Regions from separate parts of the Oryctolagus cuniculus genome. Here region 2 is linked to region 1. Evidence: chromatin contacts called from public Micro-C data. All regions are on one chromosome and are shown on one strand. Each heading gives the region's core, a stretch centred on a gene start, on an enhancer-like site or on the middle of the called end of the contact. The rest is flanking DNA. Distances are from core to core; before and after follow the strand shown. Region 1 holds the start of MYO10 (myosin X). Region 2 holds the start of BASP1 (brain abundant membrane attached signal protein 1).

Region 1 (4,989 bases), core at 472-2,971:
GACCCCAGAGGTCCCCAGGCTTCCAGTGGACTGGAACCCCAACACTCTGTATATAAACTCTGTGTTCTCATCGGATTTTCTAAGGGACTGGGAGCATTAAAGGAGCCAAGCACAGCCACCCTAGAGGCAGAACCTCAGCTTACTTAGAGATGAAAAAGAACATGAGAGCCCGACGGTTTTTCACAAGTGGACAACTTCCATCTCCCAAAAAGTCCAGTGCCTTCTTACATGCGTGGAAACAGAGGCCCATGGACTACAAATGCTAGCAGCTCACAGTTACATGCACTTCTCTGAAGAAAGTAAGGATAAGCACTGATGGAGGTACATTTCCCAGTCAACACTGGAGGCACCACTTTGAAAAATGAAATATCGCTACTGCATGAGAACATACTGATGACATTGGCCACCATAAGCAGTTGTCTGAGAATGTCATGAAAGCAGAGTGACTTGAAATATTACCTCCAATCAAGTCAAATAAAGCAGGTCCACACCGAGGCAAACCCTCAGCAACTGATTGGCTGGAAGATTCCAAGGCTGTGCTGGATGCACGGAGCACCCACCCCCTGACTTTCCATGAAAATCCATCCGTCTCCCTCAAGTCAACTAAGTTTACTTTGAGCCACTTCAAACCTCAAACTTAAACAGAATTTATTAAATAAACACAACCAAGAAAGGAAAGGGAGCCAAGAAACCAGAGCAACTCTCGATCCCAGGATTTAAAAAAAACAACAAAAAACTTCCCAAGTCAACTTTCAAATAACTCGGTCACCCTAAAAGGAACATCAGCGTGATCTACAAAAACCACCGTGTGCCCTAAAGGAAGTTGCTTGAAAATTCGAACTCCGACTCTGCCAGGGGCCGACAGCACAAACCCTAGATCCGGGGACCCATTCTCTGGAGTCACCCCGACCCCCTGCTCGAGCCCTCGCTGGTGAGCGCAGGATCCGGACCGCAAGGTCCGAGCCGGCTCCTCGGGAGCGCTCCGCACCCGCACAGGAAGCCGGCACGTTCCGCAGAGGAAATGCCAGAGCAGACCTTTCCCGGAGACAGGCACGTCCCCGCGGAGCACTCCCGGGCTTCCAGCCCCCCGGCGTCGGGGGCCAACTGCCCGACCCGGGCCCCCAAGGACCGGCCGCCCGCGCATGGGGAGCGCCCCTGCGGGCGCGCGGGGCGAACCGAAACCTGCCCCGCTTACTCATCACCGCAGGCTCGGGGCTGTGTGTTGGGGGAGAGGCTCCCAGGCCGGCCGGGCGCACTCACCTCGGGGAAGAAGTTGTCCATCGTGGCGGGCACTCCACGCTCGCCCGCGCCGCGGCAGGTCCGGGGACACCGTGCGTGTCACGGCGCGGACGCCAGCCACGCCAGAGCGCGGGGCTGCCCCGCAGCCATGGCCAGACCCCCGTCCTCGAAGTCCTCCCCCTTTTGTTCGCCCAGACCCAAGTCCCTAACTCATCCGTCTCCACCGCAGCCTTTGTCTCTGCTTCCTCCGAGTTTCTCACTTCTGGACGGAGCGCTCGCGGGCCGGGAACAGCTGGTGGCACATTCCTTCCCCCCCGCCCCGAGCTGGGGGAGGGCGTCGGGGAGCTGGCGAGCGCGCCCCCTTCCCGGGCACTCCGGCCGGCCACAAAGCGAGCCTGAGGCCGTCTCCCCGCGCGGGCGCGCCGCGGTGAGCAGTCGGGCGCCGGGCTCAGGCGGCTCACGCCCGCACCGAGACTCGCGGACGGCAGCGCGGCCCCGCCCACGCGCCAGGCCCCGCCCCTCCAGGAGCCCGGGCCTTCAGCCAACCGCGCCCCGCGCTGCTCCTCGGCCGGCCCCGCCTCCCGCTCAGGCCCCGCCCACCCGGCTCCTCCGGCCCTCAAGGCTGGGCGGCTGCCGGGGCCCCCTCGCACCTCTCCACCTGGCCGTGGGTGGGAGGTTGCTCTGCTGTGGTGGAGACCGGAACAGTCACCTAGCCGGGGCTGGGGTGGGGTCCGCAAACCCTGGGAGCGAGTGAGCGCGCACCTCGGGTAACTCGGCTCGGGACGCCGGAGGTTCCCGTGGAAGGAAGCGCGCGCCGCGGCGTCGCCGGCGCCTGAGGAGAACGCGCCTGAGGAGAGTTTCCGGAAGCCGGCTTCCCGTGCGGAGTTTTCTGTCTCCTGCACTTAGGTTCGCAGCCCCTTTTCATAATGCGAGGAAGTGTGGTTTTGTAAACTGGAAGAGGACGTGGCCAGGAGCAGCACCCCTCAAAAAGCAACCCTTGTTCTGGACCTAAAGGAAACAGATGGGGAGGTGAACGAGCCGACTGCCTGGCGCCGCGTCCGGCTTCCCCGAGCCTGTCCGGGGACTCACCTGGGCTGCGGTGGAGCCCGGCAAGGTGGGCCCTGATGGCGCCTGGCCCGAGGCTGAGCTAGAGCCCGTGGGTGACGAGTTAGGAGAAAGGTGACGTGGCCAGGCCGCGGGTACGAGGCGGCCCAGGTATGGTCACCCGCGCACCTGGCACAAAAGCACTGGTACCCGGCGCGCTGCGGACAAAGATGACCGGATCTTCCCCACGAAGGGGCGTGGGAGGCTGTCTCTAGGGAACCTGCCAGCGGCCACTCAACCTTTAAAACAGCTCGGAAACCCGAGCCGCTCCCCTCACTCCATTCCAAGCCGTCTTAATGCACCTGCGCCACCACCCCGTTAGGTGCCCGCTTTTGGGGGGGTTATCTGAAGACGCTTGAGGAGAATGAAGCATGTTGTCTTCTCCGTCGGGAGTATAGAAGCTCATTGCTGCTTTAAAGTGTGCATCTTCAGCCTGTGTCAGAATGAGTGAAACATTCTTCTGTAATCCTGGCCTGGGCATTCAAGCGTCCTCGTAGCTCATTCCAGAGTAATTCTGTCGCGGCCCCCGGTTGCCTTTGGAAAGAGGCAGAGTGTTAGCTAGTTCACGCTGTTATCGTGCTGGGCCATCCCTCTGTTTCACAGGTTTACACACTTAAGGCTCGAAGCCACTAGAGGTGGTGTCCCGGGCTGTCAGGAAAGTTAAGTTGGGACCGAGGTAAACAGCAGCGATCCCAGGCGCCAACCGAAGTGCTTAGTCAAATGAGTCCCGTGGCCACTTAGGTTGAGATACTGGAGCAGAACAATTATAGTCATTATGGTATTAATCTGCACACGTCTCTGCGGGAGAGATTACCAGGGAGTTTGTTCAGGAGAGCGTGTGGCTTTGTTCCCAGCATCAGATGAGCCACCGATGTGTTGGGCAATCCTGGCCATGTCATTTCAAGTCACTTTCCAGTGTATTGGCTCATCAGTTGTAACGAATGTGCCAAATTTACTCAATGTGTCAGTAATATGGGACATGGGGAAGGGGTGGCAGGCTACATGGATACTGTACTTTCCCTGTCAGTTTTTCTGTAAACCTAAAGCTGCACCCTCCCCCCAAAAAAATAAGGCCTTAATTTTTTATGTCACTTAAGTCGATAGCATTAATAATTTTCCCCAATTTGACTCACATAAAGAATTACAAGCATAGGGTGAGTGTTTCACTCAGCAGTGAAGACTCCATTTGGAAAGCCTGCATCCTGTATCATTGTGCCTGGTTCAAGTTGTGGCTTCCTATACGGCTTCCTGTTAATGCACACCCTAGGAGGCAGCGGGTGATGGTCCAAGTACTTAGGTGTCTGCCACCCATATGGGAGAACCCAATTGGGTTCTGGGCTCTGGCTTCAGCCTGGTGCAGCACCACTTGTTGCTGGCGTTTGAATAGTGAACTAGCACATGGAAGATCTCAGTTCTTTCTGTCTCTCCCTCTCTGCCTTTCAAGCACTTGGAAAATAAATGTTTAAAAAGAATTATGAGCCTGAGGCAGGTGTTTGAGGTAGGGCATTTGACCTAGCAGTTAAGACACCTGAGTCCAAGATCAGACAACCTGTGCTTGATCGATGCCTGTCTTGGCCTCCTGATTCCAGTTTCTACTAGTGCAGACCTTGGAGATCAGTGGCGGGGACTCAGAATGTTTACCGGTTTCTTGCCACCCACAAGGGAGATATGGCTCAGCCCCAGCCTCTTCTGTTGCTTCAGGAGTGAACCGATGGGTGCAGGAGTTTCTCTCCCCACCCCCAACCACACAAAAACAAGAATTATGAGCGAGGTCCAGTATATAAGGTTGAATTTTACTGAATCATTTTTGGAGTTCACAGCAGTGTTAAAAAAAAAAAAAAAAAGATTCCTAGACCAGCTTATCAGAGTCCCCAGGGGCAGTGAAAAACAAACACAAAAAAACCCTACCTTTGACTCTGGGGCAGGTAGAGTGCTTACGAATCTGCATTTTAATAAACACACAGGGAGACAATTCAGAGTTTAAGAATCACCACTTTGGGGTGTCAGAATTAATCAGATTTTCTGTTTCTGTATAGGAGCCTGTTCTCAAAAAAGTGTAAAGATAAACTGTAGCCTAAAGACTATTTGCTTAACAAACAGCAAAGTTCATGTTATTTTAAGCATTCTAAGTAGGATACCTAACCCTCAAGTATTTGGGGCTGCATCAGTTGTTACAAAGGACTGTGCCACATTTACGAGGGCTTTGACAAGATTGGACAGAGAAAGGCAAGCTTTTAAAATCAAGAGATTTCTAAGAATACCCACTCTTGTTGCTATTCTTTAGAAGTTAAGTGCTTCCTCTTGGCAAACTGCGTCCCAATGGACAAAGCAGCTAAGGCTAAATGACTGATTCTCGAACCTGAGAGATGACCAAGGCAGGAGAACATTAGTGCCACAGTGGGTAAGTTTCTCTGGGACAAACTCTCCTGCTTGTTTTCAAATATACCAAGCATTTTCGAAAGAAAACAACCAGAATACTCAATTGAAGATCGGTTTTTAAGTGGCATAAATTAACCCAGAATTGACGAAATTTTATTTTATTGAGTGGACCATCTCCCTATTTTATGGGATAATTATGTATATGCTTATACAAGTAGTAATCCGATCTTCCTCTGTTTTTGTCTTCCCCAGTGTGTGTGTGTGTGT
Region 2 (5,090 bases), core at 1,070-3,569, 200 kb after region 1:
AAAGAGTCTTCCATCTGCTGGTTCATTCCCAAATGGCTGCAACTGCCAGACCTGGGCCAATCTGAAGCCAGGAGCCAGGAGCTTCTTCCAGGTCTCCTACACAGGTACAGGGGCCCAAGGACTTGGGCCATCTTCTACTGCTTTCCCAGATAATAGCAGAGAGCTGGAACAGAAGTGGAGCAGCTGTGACTCGAACCAGTGCCCATAAAGGATGCCGGCACTATAGGCAGAGGATTTACCCACTAGGCCACAGAGCTAGCCCCAGTAGAAAATATTTTAGGCTAAATTATCTAGTAGTGTTGCAGACAAGCAAACTTCTCAGATTTCATGAGGTTTGAAACCATAGCATTATAGAAGGGAAGGTTTAGCATCATGAGCTATGCCTCAAGTCAAGCATTTTAGATGTTCAAAGACTACAATCTTTGTAAGAACCTGTGCTGTAGGATTTCCTCTGTCTAGAGAAGTCAGATGGCATTCATAGAGTCACAGAGCTTAGATGCGTAGTGCTGAGATTTGAATTCATGCTGGCTGATGCAAGACCCTACTGTGTGTTAGGATTCATTGTGAATGCTGAGCTGTCTTAAGACCTTCAGAAATGATCTGTTCTACCTCCTCTCTTTATGTCAGACTGGAAGAAAATGAGGCCCTCAACCTAAAGCACTGCTCATTCCTGATGCAGTGGGGACAAAGCCCAGGCCACTAACTCTCCGCAGGACGGTGTTTTTGCTCTTGTGCTTTTGCAGATGGCCAGGAATGGGAGTTTGTCCCAGGGGAATGCAGACCTTGAGGAAGCTGTTCTATCCCTGGATATCTGACTTACCTTTGAGGGCAGGGCAAGGTGATGAAGCAGTTGTTACCCCCACCTCCACCCCCACCAGGCATTCAGGCCCTTTGAGACTGGCTCACCTAATTTCCGTTTGTGTATGGTGTGTGTGCACGTGAAAGCTATGCACACACCCTTCCTCTGTGTACCTGCAGTCATTTCAGAGATGTGTCTGCCGTAAGTATGTTATTCTATTGAGGATTCCACGTGGAGGTAGAGATGCTGCTGGCCAAGATCTCAGACCCTGCTTGCTGAATGTCTCGCCAAGCCCTGTTTGCTGCGTGTAGACGTGGTCAGTATTTTGGGGCAGTCACTTAAGTTCACCAAATGCCACAATGGGCAGTTTCAGATGACTCTGTAATAAATGACATGGTCTAGATCTTGAGCTAAAATTGGTACCCACTGCTCCTGTTTTCCCTTTCCTTTTCACCTGCTAACAAAAACAGGACTTGAGCAAGAGGCTGTGTGACTGTTAATACTGATGCCAGATATTCTCCTGTTCTCAATCAGTCATGTTTTAGAAAGAGGGAGAGGAAGAGAGAGGGAGAAGGAGGGGAGATGGGGAGAGAGAGAGAGAGAGAGAGAGAATGAATTATACTCTAAGCTCCCAACAGATTGGCTGATGTTTCTCCTGTCTACTTAGGGGCCAGTTCTGACTCCCTCTGGAATTGTCTCCATTGGTTTATCCTAAAATGATAACCCATTATGGGTTCTGCTTTAAGCCATCTGAAATGTGGAATTTCACATTTCACGACTTGGCTGGAGTTTTCAGAAATCAAATATTGTTTGTACCCCCCTCCCCCCAGTATTTTTTTAGCTGGGAAAATGTTTTAAGCTTCTTACTGGAATTTGCTGCATGTGGTTAAAAATCCCCAAGAAGTAAATTGTGAGCTTAGCATAAATAATCGGTTTTGTTTTAGAGTCCCATTCAGAAGAGTAAGCTACAATGCGACAGAGTCCTCTCTTAACAAGGTTTGTAATGATTTCCCTGAAATCGTAATTGAAATTCAAAATCTAGGAGGAGTTTTGCCAAACCAATTCTATGTAATTTGCACTGAGAACTGTTCTAACATGGGTTCCAAAGTCAGGGAAAATACACGGGGAGCAGGGAATATGCTCTAACTTTGTACAACACGTTTTATGTTTCTTTTTTCTTTTATTTCTTCTCCTCTTCCTTCCTCCCTTGGTTGCTATCTTCTACTGAATAGTGTGAACATGAGTTGATGACTGTCAAATGTTGACTCTGGGTGATGGATCCACAGAGCATCTTCGTTCTTCCCTCCATACTCTTGTGCATGTTTGGAACTTTTCCTAATGAAAAGAAGAAAAAGGAAACAGAAATGATTATGGCTCAAGCACTGGGCTGTTCTCAGCTTGAAGGAGTCTTCACAGAACACTAAACAGAAGCAGAAATTACAGTAAGTTCAAACTTATTTCCTAGGAGGCTTTTTTTTTAAGTGTTTTTCTGGAACTCAGAAATTGTTTTAATGATCCAGCCCTGCAGGGGTCCAGGATGGCAGGAGTACAAGAAGGTTGGGCAAGTCTATGACACAGCTTGTGCCTGGTGGAGAATTTTCCAAATAGAAATATGACCGAAAAAGAGGGTGGAGGATTAGAAAACCAGCCTGGAAGTGGTGAGTTTGCGATTACTCACATGGTTGCCACATAATTCTTGCTGCACCTAGGGCCACAGATAGAGCTTTGGGTCCTAAAACACTTTAATTCCCACAGGTCTTGCTGCTCGGGGGAGTGCCTCATCTCACCGCTTCCCAACAGGCAGCACATACCACGATGCGTAAAGCAAAGTATTTCTGTGTCAGCTTTTCCAGGGGGCAAGGAGGAATGTCCCTTTAGGAGATTACTGACTTCCCTTGTCATGCCAGAGTAAGCTTCCTAGATCAGCTAATGCTCCTGCAAGGCCAGGCAGCTCCCAGCCGCCAGCAGCGCCCAGCACAGCTCCTTCCTCCTCCATCTTACCTGTGGCCCCAAGGATTCCACCTGGTGTGGTGACAGCTGACCACGGGCCAAGCGTCCCAGTGCCTTGGCAGCTCAGAGGACAGGAGAACAACAGGACGCGTGTGGGGACCCTGGAGACCGGCAAGTTCCACGTGGCCTGTCATCCTGTCGTCACCGAGGAGCCTGGCCCTCTGGTAATGTCTCCTTTGCTGCCCCTGGGTCCTTCCCGTGGACGCTGCCACTCCTTTCCTCCCATACTACTGGTTCCATTGTGTTGTCGGGGGTCATGATTCCTTGGTGGATGATCTCTTCTGTGTCTGCAGTCTTCAGAGAGCAGCCACCCTCCCTGAAATCCTTCTCTCTCCACAACACCCCGGTTTCTTCCCTTCCACATAGCACCTGCTGGGCTGGAGACTCAGCATTGCATTAACACTTTTGTGATCATTTGCAAACGGTTACTCTTTCTCCTCTTGAAAAAATTCCCTCTTGAGTATTTCATAGTCTATGATTTTCCTCCCCACACCTTCATCCTCACTATCCACTCTGTACTCATCTGTGACCTTGGCCAAGTTCCTTAACTGCAGAGACTTGTTCGCTTACAGAGGATAGCAGCGCTTCCTGCTGCATAGGGTGCTGTGGATGAAATGAGAAGATTTGTGTTGAGTGGTTAGCATCTTTCTGGCCTAAACGATGCACGTTTACTGTGATCAGATTTGACCTGCTTGCTTTCCTTCCCAAATTCACCATGATCTTGGGAAATTGCGGTGTCCTTTGGAACTACACACATGTTCCTGTTCCCTCACTGCTGGGACAGGCATCTCCATCGTATGCCTGTCCTGCTTTCTGGAACCCACCTCCTTGTCTGGGTGTCCTCCTCACCCGACCTGCTTCTCCCTGCCTATGTCACTTCCTTGCAGTCCGTTAGATCCTTGCCATCTGCAGCCCTGGCCTGGAACTGTTGGACGATGGTCAGAGTGTTTGCTTTCATTGTGCCCATGTTTTCCATAATTCCTCCAGTATAAGGGTCTCTGTAGGGCTTCTCCATTCCTAGTGCCTGGGCCCTCCACAGCTCAGGTGGAGAGGCTGACCATCACTCAGTCACATGGAGATTTATCTGGGGTGTCCATTATTGGGGTGAGTTTTCTAGGGATATGAGTTTAGCAAGGAGGTGAAGTGACATGTTTGATGCAGCAGTAACTCAGTATCTTGGAAGCAAGGAGGTCACAAGGGGTCTTCATCACCTGCGTTGAGTGTGTGAGCTTGGAGCTTGGTTCAAGGGTCCAGGAGAACGTGCAGGCTGAGGAACAAACTTGGCTTTATTTTGGGCTTCCAGGGTTTTCTTTGATTTCCCTTTAATTTTTCTTTCGTATTTTCAGCAGTCTGTTTGAACTCTGCACAGGTAAGGGATTTTTGCTATCCAAGGAGGTTGTTACTAGGGATTTGGTTCTGGCTCAGGAAAGACCTTTAAAAGGCATCCATCTTAGAGAGGCAGAGTGGTGGTGGCAGAAGGATTCAGTGTGTGGCTGTCTAAGGCTTCCTGAATGACAGTGGTATACAGAGGAAGTCAGAATAAGCTAAGATGTGTGCCCCAGTGACATGTGCAACTAGGAGAGAGAGAGAGAGAAAGAGAGAGAGAGAGAGAGAGAGAGAGAGAGAGAGAGAGAGAATTTTCCATCTGCTGGTTCACTCTCCAGTTGTTGGCAACAGCCAGGACTAGGATCTCAGAACTTGAGAAGGTTCCCACATAAGTGAGTGGCAGGAACCTAAGCATTTGAGTCATCACCACTGCCTTCCAGAGTGCACATTAGCAGGAAGCTACAACTGGAAGCGGAGCCAGGACTGGGACTCAGGATCTCCAATAGGGGTTGCAGGCATCCTAAGCAATGTCTTAACGTCTCTGCCAAATGTGTGTCCCTTGAAAGGCAACGATTAATCATCATTTTTGAGGATTTGTTCCTTCTTCTCTTACAGATGGATAATTGAGAATAAAATACAGTAGGATGACATTGTAAAGCAGCTCTATAGGAAGTTGGGAGATCTGTCTTCCAAGCTTGTTCTCTACTGAAAGATGGTGTGGCTTAGGACAAAATGCTTAACCTTTGTGTTTCTTGAGGTTGAAAATAGCTGGCTTTCTTATCTTTTCTTTTTAAGCTGTCATGAGAAATAAGGGAATGTTTGTAGCAAATACTTTCAGCAACTCAAGGTTTTACATATTCGATTTTACATATTCGATTCTACAAACTCAAATGCTGGCTGGATTGTGAAGCTTTTAGCTATTTGCAGAGAACTAAAAATGCACTCGGGGAAAAAA

The links. A called contact is a pair of places that touch in the nucleus more often than the background predicts.
Region 2: a contact with region 1 is called in a Micro-C map of ear pinna, with 3 times the contacts expected there. The contact joins the promoter of BASP1 here to the promoter of MYO10 in region 1. A contact is called at or near these places in 4 of 6 Hi-C or Micro-C datasets (ear pinna, embryonic fibroblasts, skin fibroblasts and 1 more).

What each region holds. Positions count from the first base shown.
Region 1 is chr14:46,043,336-46,048,324 of mOryCun1.1, forward strand. It overlaps MYO10 (myosin X), which reads right to left and starts at 1,722. Exons shown (of 39, transcript XM_070056609.1): 1 at 1,261-1,722. The coding sequence starts at 1,281.
Region 2 is chr14:46,245,844-46,250,933 of mOryCun1.1, forward strand. It overlaps BASP1 (brain abundant membrane attached signal protein 1), which reads left to right and starts at 2,320. Exons shown (of 2, transcript XM_070056613.1): 1 at 2,320-2,457.